2 separate regions of the Danio rerio genome follow, and region 1 is linked to region 2. The links are chromatin contacts, called in public Micro-C maps. All regions are on one chromosome and are shown on one strand. The core of a region is the stretch at or near the end of the contact, and the rest is flanking DNA. Distances in the headings are between cores, read along the strand shown.

Region 1 (2,700 bases), core at 80-2,579, 170 kb after region 2:
ATTTTAGAACTTTTTAAAATAATAAATGTGTTAAGATCTTGTTTATATTGCACTTATGAAGAGCTAATGTGCAGTAAATAAATGTATATTTAAATAATACGGTCAAAACAGGTTAAAAAAAATATAAGGGTAAAAATATATATAAGAAATATTTAAAGAAGGTAAAAATATACCGTGCACCCGTAAAGTGCTCTTAAATAAATTAATCCATTTTGGAATAAGGCTGTAACAAAAAAAAATTGGAAAAAGTGAAAACATGAATGAATACTTTCCAGATGCATATTAAAAAAACTATCATACAAATTTATTTTTGTTTTTCTTACAAATAATGCTGAGTTAGCTAATATTTATTAAGAATTTATAGCAAAAAACTATTTAGCTAAAAGTTTTATTTTGGGTCTTTTCAAGATCAATGTCAGACATGGTCAAAATAAGAAATGGTTTGAAATGCAAGACAAGGGGCTGCCAAACAAACAAATATGGTTTTTGCAATTAAACCATTGAACTTAACCACAGTTTTGCTACAACAACCTTATAGCCTATTGTTTTTTACTAGCCTAAAACGGTGGTTACATGAATGGTAACATATCTGCCAAAGAACATGGTAATAATTTTAAAAGGCTATAATAAAAAATGGTTCATAGGGGCAAGTGCTTTTTTTTTATAATCAACTCATGTTAACAACTGAAACCTTATTTTAAAAAGTGTTAAATATAGATTAAAACTATAATTTTAATGTATATTATTAAAATTGATTTTACACAGTTTTAAACATAGATTTACTCTTGTGATTGCCAAAAAAAGCTTAATAATGAGCAGCCATTGGGTAATTTATACATCAGTATCATGTGATTTCTAACAATAGTGTATGCAAAAAAAAAAGAGTTTAAGGGGTATTCATTAACAAAACTAGTGAACATAACTCAGAGGTGACAGAAGGCTTTACGTCGCTAACGTTACTGTTTGTATTTCTGTCAGATAGCGAGGCGTGACGTAGTTCATTATTTACTTCTGAATTTTTGCAAACCGTTCACCATATTTGTTTACATATAGTCATTTGCTCGAAAAGGGTGAGTTTAGCTCCATCTAAAGTTAAGAAAAACAACAATAGAAACACACAATGACCTTATCGCTAGGTAAAACGACTATATGAATTCTGCGATTGAGTGAAACGCAGCTTTTGAACGTAATGTCCACAAGATGGCGCAGGCCAGCAGGACAGTAGCCGTTGCTTTCTAGTCTACATCATCTTTCTATAAACAACCCTAAACGACGACGAGAGGTGGAGCCGCGGAGCTGACAACTGTCAAAAGACCCTTCCTGATAAGAAGAGCTCTTCTTCCGTCCTCAAAGCATCCTGTCGTAGCGCTTTTGAATTAGCTATAAAGCCGCGTAACCGAAGGGAGTAACGTATTACGCATCTCGTGAGTATCACCGCTCTTTTCTTCGCTACCCAGTCATTGTGGAGCCGTTTCGGATGAACGGATCGCGTTTTGACTATAGATTTTGACAAGCTGCATGTCTTCCTGGAGACCCGCTAAGAAGGTGAGACAGACATTCGCTAAACTTACGTTTTAAATATATCGTTAAGTTGCGTGTTTATGTTACTAGTCATCATATCATTCGTGCTAAAGAGATGATGCTGAGGGAGCACTTTAGAGGAATGTGCTAGTAAACAGTTAACGTATTTGCAAATGTTTAGTTGAATCTCATTTAGAAAGTCTGTTTGTGGTTATTCATCAATGAGGTATGTGCTCTTCCGTCCAATAAAACATTTCAATTGGAAAGGGAAACTTAAATGACCTCGTTTAACCAAGAAACGTCTCTTTGTGGTTGAAATTGGCGCAAATATCAAGAGAACCGCCAAAGTCTTGTAAAGTAAGAATGGAAACTCACTTTGCCCCCTTCTGTGGCTCCAGATCATTACCACAGTATTAAATGGTTTGCATGGTTACTCCTGATAATGTTGTAAACAATAAAATGCATTAAATGTTAGCATAATATGGATACATTTATATTATATGAAGTTTGCTTAGGCTAGCATGACAAAATGAGTATTGGTCAAAATGAACACAATCTGAAATAAAAATGTATTGTGAAAACAAAATGTATTGTGCAAAATGTCTGTGGTATTAATAATAAAATACTATTAATATTGATAAATTTAGTTTTTTAATAGTTTGTATATACTCAACGGTGTAATGGGACTGTGAAAATAGATTCACAGGTTCCCCAGTTAACAAAAAACATTAATTATGTATAATAAAAAAGATCAAATAACAAACTGAATGATGAAACTAATGAGCACATCTGAACTGTTGAGACAACACTGTCAGTTTAAAATAGCTGTTAGTGAGATTATCTAAAGATGGGGGATTTAGTTTGAAAGCTGAAGCCTGTAGTGTCATTCGCCTCATTTATTATGAATAGTCTATCTTTTGCTTCATTGAAAGCATCTATTGTGTATTTAAATTGTACAGGATCTAACTGAGATGCTGACACCTTCATATTTGAACTTGATAATATTTTGCTTCTTGTTTCATCTCGTTTCACCCACCACTAGCCATCAAGTAATTTGTTTTACATGCAGGCATGTTTTATTTAAATTCTGCTCAAGAGTATTAGCCGAATTAGGATTAAGGATTTGTAGTGGGGGGAAAAAATAATAGGTGCTTTCATTCCAAATCATGACTGTTTTAT
Region 2 (2,700 bases), core at 178-2,677:
AATGCTAAAACTCAAATGTTTAACTCTATTAACTCAAAGTCTATTTTAATGGTACGGCAGCAGAGTTCCTTAATGAGAGTGTAGTTTCAAGCTATATCGGCCTGGAAAATAGCAACTTTTCATTTTCCGTCATTCTTAGTAGACAATGCAACCATAGCAGAGTGAAGCTTTAAAGAGGAAAATTACCAAAACTCTTGTAAAAGATGATTAAGCGAGATGCTAATGGTCGAATTCAATGATTTATGCTAAGCTAAGCTAAAAGTGATTATGCCACAAGTCAGCTGAATGGATTCAAAAATGCTAAAACTCAAATGTTTTACTTTAATAACTCTAAGCCTATTTTCATGGTTTGACAGCAGAGTTCCTTGATTATTAAGGCAAAATGAGAGTATAGTTTGTAGCAATATCATAGCCATATTGGTGAAGTTTTTTAGCCACTGTTGCCACTAGCTTGCACGGTTCGGGATCTGTAGAGCTGCGCATCGATGGATTTGCTCTTTAGTGTTTGGACTCTCAGTAGTGATTATTAAATCACACTGAATTGAGCTAAACTGAACTGAACTTAAACACTGAAAACTGAACTACCCTGTTCCACTTTAATCTTGTATGTGAAGCTGCTTTGACACAATCTACATTGCAAAAGCGCTATACAAATAAAGATTAATTAAATTTGAATTTAATTGAATATGAGCCTGGAAAATAGCAACTTTTCATTTTCCGTTGTTCTTAGTAGACAATGCAACCATAGAAGAGTGAAGCTTTACATGGGAAAATTACCAAAACTCTTTTTTTTAAATCTTAAGCAGGGGTGTCAAACTCAATTCCTGAAGGGCCGAAGCCCTGCACAGTTTAGTTCCAACACTGCTCCAACACACTTGACTGTAGGTTTCAAACAAGCCTGAAGGACTCAATTAGTTTGATCAGGTGTGTTTAAATAGGGTTGGAACTAAACTGTGCTGAGCTGCAGCCCTTTTGGAACTGAGTTTTACACCTGTGGTTTAAGCGAAAGACTTATGGTCTAAGTCAATTCAGTGATTTATGCTAAGCTAAAAGTGATTATGGCAGAAATCAGCTGAATGTAATAAAAATGCTCAATCAAAAAACTCAAATGTTTAACTCTTAAAAAAACTATTTTTTTAAAGTGAAGAGCACAAAAACTCCAGCAAACTGCCACCATCAGACTTATAACAGAAACCAGCTGCTTCATCCGTGTGGTTGAAAGGTGTTGCTTGGGCTGTATTTTGCTATTGCATAATATTATGATTAGTGATTATTACTTCAAAGTTGTTGTGCAACTAATGACTCACTGAACAACTAGTAAAGGTCTAATAATCGTTTGAGCTCAAACACAATAAATGAATATCTGTTATTTGCAGTTAGGAGTGGTTTTGTGCCAAGCATAATAAAGAGTAAACAAGGAGCGGTTCATGAGTAACTGCAATTGTTCCCTTTGAATAAGCGCCATAACCTCAGGTCGGTCTATTTACATACTGCATATGAACATGAAACTCAAATATGAGGATATTTAGTTACAGGTATTGATGACAAATAAAAAAATTAAATTAAAAAAAAGCATTAAAAACAAAGCATTACTAGTGTAAAGCTAGTATAAGGTATTGCATTTGCTGTTTGAGATCAGTGTGATTCTTTTTAGTATTTGTAACTTTTAAAAACATAAAAAACTACTTATTATATGTATATACAGTGCATGTAAAGATCAGATTATAAATTTTGTGGTTAAAACTGGATCCTGCATTAGTGTGCGACTGCTTGCAAACAGAAGTCAGTGTTTTTAGTAATGCTCTGCTCACCCGATCTTAGTGGTTGCCATCTCAGGTGAGCTCTGATTGGACGAGTTGTCTAGCCGAAATTCCTGAGCGATGTGTCCACCATCAGATGACCTCTGTGGACTCGGGGACACCTCTCGACTACTGAAACGATGAACTCTTCTTAATTACTTCTTACAGTACATGATGTTTTAACTTTTGAATGAACTTGTTACTATGACATTGAATGGACAGAACACTTTCTGATCTCACAACACACCCTTTGTTATATTTTTGTGTTTTTGTCATAACAAGACAACAAAACAACTTTATACATTTTAATAATACCACAGTGCCTTATTTTAAATTCACATTTTCAAATAATAAGCATGAATTTTAAGAAGACAAAATGTAATTAGAAACACAGTACAAGTTAATAATAATAATGATGAAAAGCATTATAATAATAAAGTATAATAAATGAATATAAGTGTTTTCAAGCCATTGTTTGTATAAAATGAATCATTACATATTTTTAAATACTGTATTAAACCATGTTGTTCTGAATCTTCTCATAACATGGCTTTCCCCAATACTCAAACTTCTTTAATTTTGTACCTTCTCTCCTGAACCTCTTGTATGTTCTCAATCCCAATGGCGCTGCTCCTCCTGGAACTGAACGGACCGGATTTCTTACGTGTTGGACTTTTTCCAGGAATAATCAGGGACTGTGAAGAAATCAAAAATAAAACAGAGCTTGATTCAGATTACGTATTCATTTATCATTCACTACATTTTTTATTTCCATGCAAGCACTTCACCTCAAGTTCCGTAAGGAGCCTCTGAATAACACAAGAACAACTTTTTAGTGTTCTTATATTGTAAAAACAGAGAGAAGGAGACAGGCCTTTCAGTATCATCAGAGTTGTTGATT

The links. Hi-C and Micro-C count contacts between places; a contact is called where the count stands out from the background.
Region 1: a Micro-C map of caudal fin shows a contact between it and region 2, with 6 times the contacts expected there. The contact joins the promoter of sun2 here to the enhancer-like site in region 2. A contact is called at or near these places in 3 of 18 Hi-C or Micro-C datasets (caudal fin, hematopoietic stem cells and skeletal muscle).

Annotation. Positions count from the first base shown.
Region 1 is chr6:50,570,087-50,572,786 of GRCz12tu, forward strand. It overlaps sun2 (Sad1 and UNC84 domain containing 2), which reads left to right and starts at 1,330. Exons shown (of 18, transcript XM_001919656.8): 1 at 1,330-1,545. All of the region lies in intron 1 of rap1gapb (RAP1 GTPase activating protein b), which reads right to left.
Region 2 is chr6:50,403,399-50,406,098 of GRCz12tu, forward strand. It overlaps rap1gapb (RAP1 GTPase activating protein b), which reads right to left. Exons shown (of 24, transcript XM_073954599.1): 18 at 2,385-2,494; 19 at 1,812-1,931. Among named protein-coding and RNA genes, the nearest start is that of padi2, 32 kb to the left of the region's middle. Within about 2 kb of position 1,428, at least 3 of the 62 cell types and tissues checked have an H3K27ac peak or open chromatin away from gene starts, as enhancers often do. A contact at or near this core is called in caudal fin, where this site is marked.